Linked DNA regions of Mus musculus: regions 1 and 3 are each linked to region 2. A link is a contact called in public promoter capture Hi-C data. All regions are on one chromosome and are shown on one strand. The core of a region is the stretch at or near the end of the contact, and the rest is flanking DNA. Distances in the headings are between cores, read along the strand shown.

What was found. Promoter capture Hi-C pulls out the DNA fragments that hold promoters and counts their contacts.
Region 1: a promoter capture Hi-C map of erythroid cells shows a contact between it and region 2, with 5 times the contacts expected there. The contact joins the promoter of AW011738 here to the promoter of Pank4 in region 2.
Region 3: a contact with region 2 is called in a promoter capture Hi-C map of liver, with 3 times the contacts expected there. The contact joins the promoter of 9430015G10Rik here to the promoter of Pank4 in region 2. A contact is called at or near these places in 1 of 39 promoter capture datasets (liver) and 1 of 484 Hi-C or Micro-C datasets (uterus).

What each region holds. Positions count from the first base shown.
Region 1 is chr4:156,201,470-156,205,412 of GRCm38.p6, reverse strand. It overlaps AW011738 (expressed sequence AW011738), which reads right to left and starts at 2,129. Exons shown (of 1, transcript NR_030671.1): 1 at 1-2,129. It also overlaps a transcript of Perm1 not described here.
Region 2 is chr4:154,962,776-154,966,656 of GRCm38.p6, reverse strand. Pank4 (pantothenate kinase 4) reads right to left here and starts at 2,534. Exons shown (of 20, transcript NM_001305804.1): 1 at 2,388-2,534. The coding sequence starts at 2,511. It overlaps Gm42363 (a long non-coding RNA gene), which reads right to left and starts at 2,380. Exons shown (of 2, transcript XR_881640.3): 1 at 2,188-2,380; 2 at 1,344-1,631.
Region 3 is chr4:156,107,836-156,111,298 of GRCm38.p6, reverse strand. It overlaps 9430015G10Rik (RIKEN cDNA 9430015G10 gene), which reads right to left and starts at 1,301. Exons shown (of 10, transcript NM_177205.1): 1 at 1,126-1,301.

The DNA.
Region 1 (3,943 bases), core at 880-3,379, 1.2 Mb before region 2:
CAGTTAACAACAGACACTCTGTATACTCTGTCTAGGGATGATGTGTCCTTGCCAGCCTGTCCTGCAGGAATCCCTGCCTGTGTTGCAGGAAGGGAACTGGAGTTGGGAAAGGGAAGCTCAACTTGGCTAGAAGCTGCTATCTTTATGTTGAACCATGAGAATAAGCAGAATGCAAATAGCGAAAATTTAGGTTTCATGGCAGACAAGGTCAGCTCTCCCCTAAGTGCAGCACAAATCAACACAGATCACCTTTCAGGGTCTGGAGAAGAGTATGAAATTTATTATTATTTCTTTTAAAGACAGGGTTTCCCTGTGCATCCCTGGCTGGCCTGGAACTCACTGATCTGAAACTCACTATATAGACTAGGCTGACCTCAAACTCACAGTGATTCACCTGCTTCTACTTTCCAAGCACAGATTACAGGCATGTGCCACCATGCCCAGTAGTACCAGGGCTAAGGAGATGGCTCAGGGGGTAAGAGCACTTGTTCTACAAGCATGGAGGACTGGGTTTAAACCCATGTAAAAAGCTAGACATGACTGTCCTGCCTGGAACTCCAGCACAAGGAATAGGGGACAGACATTGACAAATTCTGAGAGCTCACCTTTCAGCTCAATGAGAGATTTCTTTGGTTGTTTTGGTTTGGTTTTTGAGACAGGGTTTCCTGTGTGGCGCTAGTTGTCCTGGAACTTGATCTGTAGACCAAGCTGTCCCCAAACTCAGAGATTTGCCTGCCTCTCCCTCCTGAGAGCACTGGGATTAAAGGCATGGATCACCCTCACCACCACAACCCCGTCCCACCATGGTTACAACCCCACCCCACTCCTGGCAGAAGTCTTGCTGTTTGCCCATGGATACATAGTAGCACATGCATACATCACAATCACACACACACACACACACACACACACACACACAGTTATTTTTTTAAATCAGGAACCCCCCCCTTCCCATACTTCTCCCCAATCACCTTACTGCACCGAGACAGCTTGGTGACTGTCACCTTCTTGGTTGCCCCCTATTGGGGTCCATATTATATCCCAGGGTAGTTGCAGACTCCAACACTAAGCAAAGCAAAGCCAACCCTGGAGTGTGAGGGGACACATCCCCATCCGTATATCCCCGACTAGAAGAAGGGCTTGGGAAACGATCTGGGTCAGGGATGCCAGAGCTAGGAAGCGGTGCTACTGAACCATATGGTTTAAAACCAAACAAATGCGCCGTGCGACTGTAAATACGCATTCTCTGGTGCAAGCCTGCAGTCGTAAGACAAGCCACACTTCACCGCGGCCACAACCTCCAGGTTCAGCTCGGGCCCAGAGACCCGGTTCTCGAGTGGGAGGAGGTACTGGAGTCAAACTTCTGCAAATGCACCACGAAGGCGGGAGGCGGGCCGGCTCCTGGTTCCAGCTGGGACAGGCAGGCGACCCCCTCACATCCTGCCAGGAAGCAGATCGTCTCGGTGAGACACTTTCTGAAAGAGCCCAGAACTTGCCCAGGGTCTCAGGCTCGGCAAAGCCATCTTGCTGAGCTCTCAGGGTTAGGATTAGGGTTAGGGAGCTGCAAGCGCGGGAATCTGTCCCTGTCCCGCACACAGCTCACCTCCACGCAGTGACCCCAGCTGTCACCGGGCCGTGTAGGCGCTGCAGATGTCTTTTACGCTCATCTCCAGGATGTCAGCTGTCCTCGGTTTTGTGAGCTTGGGAGCCGTGGAGGCGGGAACGCAGGACGGGTGGCAAGGCAGAGAGTTACCCTTCCCTCTGAATCGTGGGCTCTGAGTGAGGGCCACAGAAGGCCTGGGAACCGGGCTTCGCCCCGGCCTCCACTCACATCCTTCCTGCGCCCGCGGTCGCAGTGACGGTCGGGAGCAGAGCCAGGCTTGCACTGACGCGCGCTCGCCGCCCCTTCTCCAGCTTCCAGGACTTTTAGGTAGAGCCGCGCTTGAATCCGGTGTTCCGTTGTCCCTCGCTCGACTTTGCGGGTTTTGGCAGCGTTGCCCACTGGTCTGGGGTCCAGGTCCAGCTAGCGAGGGCTGAGACGCTCGCCCGGCTTTCCACGCTGTACCTGGCGCCCCGGTGCGCACCGCGTGGGCGAGCGCCTGCGACACCGAACCCGGAGGCCGAGCTCTGAGCGCTTAAATACGGCGGACGGGGGGGGGGGGGGGGGAGCGGCGGGGCTGTGAATCCTTCTCGACTTCAGTTCCCACACTCCTCCCAGCCAATGAAGAGCCAGCCTCCAGCCCGGCCTGCCGCCCGCCCTCTCCGGTTGTTACGCGTAGCCGATCTCCGGCTACGAAAGTGAACCCGACGACGTTGCATCCGAGAGGTCTCGGGTTAGAGTGGGCGGGGCGGGGGCTCCTGGCTCACTTAGTTTTGGAGAAGAAGCACCAGAGGGTATGGGAGGCAAGTCATGAGCACCTGGTAGGAAATCCAGAAGGATATTTCTCCAAAAACTAGAAAGCAAATCCTCAGGACTGTGAAGTCAGGACCCACTGAGGCTCCTCACACAGCCCTACCCAAGACCCGAGCAGGATCAAGACAGCCACTTGTCTCCTCAGCCGAACAGCATTTGCTCATGGGCAGCGTTGTTTCCAGCAAGGAGCCTGAAACTAACACAGAGGTCTGGGAACAAGCTTGGGTAGAAAGATGAACCAACACCAGACACCGAGACTAGAGAGGGGTCAACTGGTCCTGGTCACCTGATAAGTGACATCAACTGATATCACAGGGCAGCGGAAGGACGACTTCGTGCAGTGTAAGGATAAGGATATCAGTGGTGACAGAAACCAGATGGGATGATGTCATGGTGCCAGTGATGTATCCTGAATTACCCCACCGCTAAGTTCAGCCAAGAAGAACTCAAAAACTTAGGGCAAGTGAGGCACAGCCGCACGTGCCTTTAATGTAGCATTCAAGAGGCAGAGACAGAAAGAGCTCCGTGAGTTCGAGGCCTGCCTGGTCTACAGAGTAAGTCCCAGCACAGCCAGGGTTACATAGTGAGACCCTGTCTCAAAACACACACACACACACACCAAATTTTTTTTCCAAAGGAAAATAAGAAAAACAGGGCCATTATTATTTTAATGGTTGCTATTGTTTTCATTCTGAGTTACACTGCTATACATACAGACATTTTGTACTCAGGTTACTAAGCACAGCGTAGCCTGGCAGCTGCCTCCATTCAATGGAGGTGGCCTGAGACCACAGGAGGGGCTAGACACCCTACTGGTGGTCCTACTTCTTTAATTTTCTTTAAATATTGGGCTGGAAAGATGGCTATGTGGAAAGTGATTGAAGAAAACATTCAACATTAATCTCTGACATGTATAAGCACACATATGCATGCATATAAGCAAAATAAAGAAAGAAAGAAAATTTATATATTCAGTTCCTTCTTCTAAATTTCTAATTTCCTGCACTCACATATACACAATCCCCCCCCCCCAAATACACTGTATCCACATAATTAAAACTAAACCTTAAAAAAAAAAATCTAAGCCAGGCAGTGGTGGCACATACCTTTAATTCCAGCTCTTGGGAGGCAGAGGCAGGCAGATTTCTGAGTTTGAGGCCAGCCTGGTCTACAGTGTGAGTTACAGCCAGAAGGACAACCAGGGCTATACAGAGAAACCCTGTCTCAAAAAACAAAAAACAAACAAACAAAAAAAAAACAAAAAAAAAAAAACAAAAACAAAAACAAACCAAAAAAACAAAAACAAACAAACAAAAAAAAAACCAAAACTGAGTACTAAGTATATAACTCAATTGTTAGAGTACTTACTTAGCATGCATGAAGCTCTGGGTTCTGTTCCCAGAACTGCAGAAAATGGCACAGAAGATGAATCACTAAAATCTCAGAACATGAGCAGGAGAAACAGAAGGACCAGTTTAAGGCCAATTTTAAAGTGAGTTTGAAGCCAGCATGGACTACATAGCAAAGACT
Region 2 (3,881 bases), core at 1,285-3,784:
AGGCTAAGATATCTGTAAGTGTTGGCTTTGAGGAAATACTCAGGGACTACAGGAGAGCAGATGCTCAAATTCACAGACGTGCAGGACCAAGGTGTTTGGAGGCCAGAGTTCTCCCCTCAGTGAAACTGACACAATGCAGTCTGTCCTGTCCAAGCAGGGCACGGAGAGGCCCATTTTTGGTTTAGTGAGTGTATCATGTGCTTAATCTCATCCCCGGCCACAGTCCTAAGCCTCCTGATCTCGCTCTCCTGCCCCCAATCCGAGCCTGTCCTCAGGCTTGTCTGATCCTACATGCTTTTGTAACTCACTCCGAGGACACTGTTTCCTAAAAGACAAAGCTGCGCAAATGGATGGAGGTGTACTTTACCCAGTGATGGATCCGGGAGTAAAGGAGCTTGCTGTCTGGAGTTTGATTCCCAGGACCCACATGGTGAAAGAAGAGAATCCCACCAAGTTGTCCTTTGACTTTCACCACGGCACCAAGAAGGGCAGGACAGCCTTGCATTTACTACCCCAGAGTCTCTTCCTGCCTGTATGTCCTTCCTACTGCCTGGGTTTCCAACTCAGCTGACATCGGTGTCCCATCCAAGAAAGAAAAAGGGCTTGCCAAGAACACAGAGCAGCTGAGCCTTCCTGGATCCAGGGACACAGTGAGGAAGGAGGAAACAGGAGAAGGCTGTTTTTAAACAACACTGCGACAAGATGTTTTGTAGGTGCCTAAGCTGTCAACCCCATCCTGAGCTGTGACCTCCCATCAGTTGCAGAAAAAAAAAGAAAGAAAGAACAAAAGAAAAAAGGTCTGTTTTCAGGAACACATGACTTTCCAATCTCAGATTCAGGACCCAGACGACGATGGAAGCAAAACCCAACACTGAACATCCCTTGCAATGTCCTTCTGTCCAGACAGCCCTGGTCTGGCCTCAGGCCTTCAGCTCGAAGGCACCTCTCTACTACAGCTCATGCTTTATTGGCTGTTGGTTAGATGGTCTCTAGGTACCAAATAGATTATCTGAGGTGAACCCTATTTTCTTAACTGCCTGATGATGTTTGAATTCATTTTCACCTGCTTTCCAGACACAGTTATTTAATTTTGCCTCCTTCCTAATGAATAAGTATAAGACCACAGGGCAAAGCATAAAACCCAGCCCTGGAGTGAAGGTTTCAGGATCCTGGAACAGCTGCCTTGGGGCCTTTGGAGAGGTCAGGTTGTGGACAGTCCCCTCTGCTGGGGCTGCAAGCTCATCACTTCTAAACTAATATACAGCCAGTCACCGAGTTATCTCAGGTGCTAGTAGAATCTTGGCCCACTCCACCACCCTCCTGAGCCCTTGATAAAGCTGGAACACAGGACAAGCCAGCAGGCCATCTTTACTTTCTCTTCCATTCCTCATTCCTCCCAAGGAAGAACACGTCAGAGAGACAACCCAAAAGCAAGAGGGTGGGGGACTTATTCAATATTCCAGAAGTAACGAGATTCTTCACAGTCTCTTAACAACCTAGGCTTTCCAAGGAGGCTAAGAGCCAGCAGCACACCCATTGATTCACGGAGATAAGTCCAAGACTGCGGATGCTGCCCGGCTGTGTGGGGCCTCACTGACAATGCTGGCATCAAGAGATACGCGGGGAAACGCCTGCAAGCAATTGGGTACAAAGCTCCTCAATAACAGGATGCAGAGCAGAGAGCTTGGGGGACAGGGGTAGGGGTGGGGGAGGGGGAGGGGGAGCGTTGGCCGGCTCCCATCCTGGATCTACGAATAGAGAGACCACGGAGAAAGCTAGCCTTCTTCTGTGCCTTGGTCTCCGCATCTGCACACCAGGGCGATGAAAGAACCTCCCCCGAGGACTTGTTAGTGGGCATGAGGCTGCCCAACGCGCGAAGGGGATCTAAGGTGGGCCTGTAGCGGGTCGGCAGGAAGGTGAACTCCTAGGCGCGCAGGAGGCGGCGGCCGTAGCCACGGTCCACGCTGCAGCGCTCGACAAGTGTCCAGGCCCAACGTCTCCACAGCTCACTGGGAAGCCGGAACTCCGGCGGAGTGCGCCGCGGGGCCATGGCCAGCCTCATCCCGGGGGACTCTGAGCAGATGAGGACCCCCGAGGCCACCCGCCCCGCCCGTCCCTCCACTGAGCCACCGGCGCTGCGCGGACTACGAGGCCCGACGTGCCCCGCTCCAACCGCGCAGCGCCTACCGGGAGCTGGAGTCCCACAGCCCGCTCGGTCCCGCACCTTGACGCCGCGCACACTATGAGTCCCGAGAGGCTGTGCGGCGACCCGTGAGGCTGTGCGCATGGCCCGCGCCCCCGCCCTTCGTCCTTCCCGCCGCCCCCGCTGGCTGGCCGCCCGCGCCCACTGCTCCGGCCACTTTCTTGAGTACCCGGTCCGTGTCTACCTATATCAATGGCGAAGCGCTTGGCGTTCTCCAGGTTGCGGAAGATCTCGTCGGGGGGCAGCGTGATGCTCTTGTCCAGACTGTCCCCGCCGCTCCCGCCGCCACTCGCTCCACGCTCCGCCATTTTGAAAGTGCCCGGCCAGCCTCATCAGCCATGGAAATATATGCGCATATAATTGACTGCTAAACGACCGCGTGCATAAATTATGCTAATGAGTCTCCGCCCCCCGTCCGCCTGTGCTGGAGGCCAGGCCACCCGACCGTCCTAGACAAGCAAGTGTCCCAGAGGCCAGGACTGGGAAGGGAGGGCCGTTATTTTCCAAACTACCAATATGAAGCTTTTGGAATATTGTTCTTTCGCTGAGCTGGCTAGATGCTAACTTGGGTTGATTTTGGCGATCGTGCTTTCATATCTCCTTGCTGTGAGGCTGGCCCTGCAAGCTGCTGTAATTTCTGCTAGGGTGACCCACCATCCTGGTTTCCCAAAGAAGTGGGACCTTCAATTCTAAAACTCCCATGTTAATTGGAGTAGTTTTAAAGACCCTACATTCGAGAAATGCCCAGCCAGGGGGAAGGGATATGAATAGGGTCGTGCGTCTGCAGCTGGGGAAGATCGGCAGTTTAACAGCAATCTTTGCAAAGTATAGGAGGGAAAGGGAGAGGGCGCATGGAAGAGGGGACCGGGCTTCAAAGTGGAGGTGATCTGGAGTTCCTGTTGATTTAAGTCCCTTGAGAGAGAGCACTGTGTCCTCCAAGAGGGCCATCGTGTAACTTAATACCTCGCTCTCTGCAAGGTTCTGTCTGCAGGCAGTTGCTCACTGACTTGCCAGGCTCCTGGAGCACAGGACTGAGGCAGTGCGCAGGCTCAGCTGCCATATATCTATCTACATTGATTCCGAGAGGAGGCAACCTTGTATGTGCCTGCCAACAGAGTGGGTGTACTCTGAATGGGAGAGCCTGCTCCAGAGTGGCAGGGCTCCTGAGAGTGAGGTGACCCAGCAACTTCAGTCCCTGTAAGTGGAGTATGCCCGGCCTGTGTGTAGGACACTCCACAAGGGCACTGGCCTCCTCCCCATCTGTAGAAGTTCTGCTGCTCCTGTGGTAAGCTAAATGAGTGCAGATGAGGTTCTCTGTCCTTGCTTACTATACGTGGGTCACAGAAGGGTCCTCAGGTGGTCCCTGGCAGAGTGGATAGGAATAAGAGGGGGGTGGTGGCTAATGAACTTCTAGATGGGAAAGATCCAAGTCGGGATGGGAGCCACATCTATGACTTTGTCCTTCAGAAGACATGTAGACACACCTTCCCACTTCTTGCTCCATGGGTTTTGCCTTTGGAGAGCCCTGTGAACTTGACTAACCTATAGCCTGCCTTAAAGCGGACACCCTGTCTTAGACAATAGCCCATACCTACCAGGCTCATAGTTTGAATGGAATGGGTCAGTCCTGGCCCTGGTCGCTCTGTGGAAGGGAGGGCATTTATGAATCGCCTAAGCA
Region 3 (3,463 bases), core at 52-2,551, 1.1 Mb before region 2:
ATTTTCTTTTGAGATAGATTCTCATCATTAGGTAGCTACACAAGGAGTAGCATTGTTGAATACCTGTTCTTACCCACTATCCTGGAGCCTGGAACTCAAGAGATTTGCCTGCCTCTGCCTCCGAGGTGCTGGGAATGTGTGCCACCATTGCCTGGTAGCAATGTTCTTTTAATGAGTTACCTTATAGATCCAAATTAACATGAACAAATGCAAGCCAGTTCCGAAAGGTTGTGACAGATGCTGCTAGTGGACAAAAGAGCTCACCTAAGATGAGTTAAACTCATCAAGATATGTGCTTGCTTTGTTTTGGGGAAGATTATTAAGGCCAGGATATGGAAGTCAAGAAAAGAAACTATTAGCCGAGTTACGGGGCCACATGCCTTTAATCCCAGCCTAGTCTACAGAATGAGTTCCAGGCCAACCTGTCTCAAAAAAAGAAAGAAAAGGAAGGGGGGATGGGGGGGGGTGGAGAAAGAAACTATCTGCATAATTCAGATCTGTAGTTCCTTCTACGAGCTTCTAAAAATAAAAACGGACTCAAATTATTGTCTAGCTCTTAACGTAGTTACCAAACTATGTTTGTAACCTGGCTCAACCTGGTGAAGCCAACCCATGACTTTCTTGCGGGATTTATTGTAGAGGAGAAGCAAAATGTGAGAAAGCCCCAGATTCAAATCCTGCCCCCACCCCACCTCGGCCACACACAGCACCACAAACCCACAAATTAAAAACAAAACAAAACAAACAAACAAACAAACAAAAAAAAACAGTTTTGCCTTCTTTGTACACTGCAGTGAGACTAAGAAAACCCAACAAGATTACGAGACAACGGCAGGGGTTACATGGCCAACCCCTTTCCCAAAACAATAAAAAAACAAAATACTGGGCTAAGTTCGACACCTTTACATTTAATGCGCCGAAACGCGGGAGGATGTGTAACTCGCTGATATAGTGGCTCTCACGGCAAAGTCCTCAAGAAGAGCACATCCCGCGGGAGGACCTCGCCCCCTTCACGACACCAACCCATCTCCCACGTCCTCCACCTCCGTGCAGCTCGCGGTCCATGTCCCCTGCAACCTCCCCGTCCCTCCATCCACCACGCTCCACTCCCGGCTCCGTCCGTACCGCCTCCTCACTGACAAGATGGCAGGCAGCGAGGGAGGCGCTGCCCCGCTAGGCCCTGCATTAGTCTCAGAGTCCCAGAGTCTGCGCTACCCGCGGCCTTTACGGCGTCGCTGCAGCCGCCACCTCCGCCAGAGCAGGGCCCTCACTCACCACTCGCCAGCCGAGCTCCTTTCGTACCGGCCGCCCTGCGCGCGCCCCGCGAGCGTCTCTGGGATTTGTAGTCTCTGGCCCGCCCCCGCCCAGGCCGTGGCGAGGGCAAAAAAACTACAACTCCTAGCGGCCCCTTCGCCCAAGTGCGTTTACCCAGGATTCCGTCCTGGCAGCGGGTTTGCGTTCCCAGCGCTGACTGGGAAATGTAGTCCAAGAGGACTTGAGCCTAGGGAGGGAAGGAAACGACTACATTCCCCAATAGTTCTAGGGGCGGCCAATCATCGTAGTCCTTGTTAGGTGGCCGGCCTTGGTTCTAAGCAAGGCTATGGAGTGTAACGTCCGCCTCGCTCCAAGAGGGTCACAAAAGAATTCAAAGCTGGAGCCGGGTGTCGGGGCGCACGCCTTTAATCCCAGCACTGGAAGGCAGAGACAGGCGGATTTCTGAGTTCGAGGCCAGCCTGGTCTACAAAGTGAGTGCCAGGGCTATATAGAGAAACCCTGTCTCAAAAAAAAAAAAAAAAGAATCAGAACTGCCAATCAAGGCTATGGTAGCCTTTGAAATATTTAACTGGCTATAGTTCGTGATTTGGCTAGCCCCATTTCAAGATGAAGACAAAGTTCAAATTCATTCTTTTGTAAAAATCGGGACTTTCTAATACATCTTTGGCGTGTCTGCTTAGGGAGCTGGACTCTGGTTCCTCCCAAATGGGAAGCCACACCCACTCTTAAGCCGAGCATGGTGCCTCTGGGGTCACCAAGTGGAATGCTTAGGAGGAGTCTTGTCTCTGGGCTGCCTGATCGCCCCGGCCTCTCACTTTGGAGGCCTCGGGTACTTAGGCTTCTTCACAGAAGCTAAAACTCCATGGACGCCCCACAGTAACACAAGGAGGAGGCACTGTACTTTTTTTTTTTTTAAAGATTTATTTATTATTATATGTAAGTACACTGTAGCTGTCCTCAGACACCCCAGAAGAGGGCGTCAGTTCTCATTATGGATGATTGTGAGTCACCATGTGGTTGCTGGGATTTGAACTCAGGACTTTCAGAAGAGCAGTCAGTGCTCTTACCCACTGAGCCATCTCACCAGCCCTGGCACTGTACTTTTTGAAAGCTTACATCTTCTCTGAAGTGAGGTAGAACCACTAGACCGCCCCTGGAAAAGAGCAAAACTGTGTGCACCAGGGCTCTGTTTTGAACAAAGATTAGAGAGTATCTGTCAGGCTTGGTCCTGTTTTTTTCACCCTGCTCTCTGCTAGGCCTTCCTCACTTCCTCATGACCTCAGTTTCTCTGATCTGGTAGAGCTGGTCAGACAACTCAGCATTCTTTGCACCACCGCGATTTACTCCTCTCTGGAATTCTACCCTAAGGCCCAGTGGATCTAAGAATAAAGCTGTGGTCTTTCTTGGCCAGCCGCAGTGACTACAGCAGCACGGGGGGGGGGGGGGGGGTGTGGGGGGGGGACTGTGGTAAAATGGACGAGATTCTTCCTAAATTAGTGACATCAGGACAGACAGGATTTCTGTCTGTGTTGCTTTTTTTGTACTTCCTCTGGGCTACCCCCAGGACCTCTAGTATTTCTGGCAAGTATTAGGAAAAGACAGATGACTTTGAAAGGGTTGTGTGTGTGTGTTCATCAGAGACTTGACATCCACGGAGCGTTGGTAGGCAGTGAGTATGAGGGAAGAGTCATACGCAGGACACTAGCACCTCTTCTTTCACTATAAATGCTTCTGCTAGGATGGAAAGGTGTCTGCGGGCTCAGGAACCCAAGAACCACACAGCTCTGAGAGGAAGCCTCCTCGCATTGCAGCTCCCAGGGGAGGGATCCCCAACTGAGCTGAGGAGCTCAGGACCCTCAACTTCTTAGCTTCTTTTCTTGGCTTCTTCCAATGACAGAGTAACTCCAGGCAGTGAATCTCACAAAGGCTATTTATTCAAGGGAAGAATCCAGGAAGAGGGACAAATCCAGGGACAGATGCCCTCTGCTCCCAGGAGTGAACATCAGGGAAATGGGCACAGGGCAGTGAAAATAAGAATTTTTGAGAGGGCGGAGCTTCTCAGGGCAGAGATGACCAGAGTGAGGATTTCAAGTCCTGAGCTTGGGAATCTCAAAGATTGGTAGACTTTCATGCTCAGGGGTTAGTGGGGTGTGTGTGTGTGTGTGTGTGTGTGTGTGTGTGTGTGTGT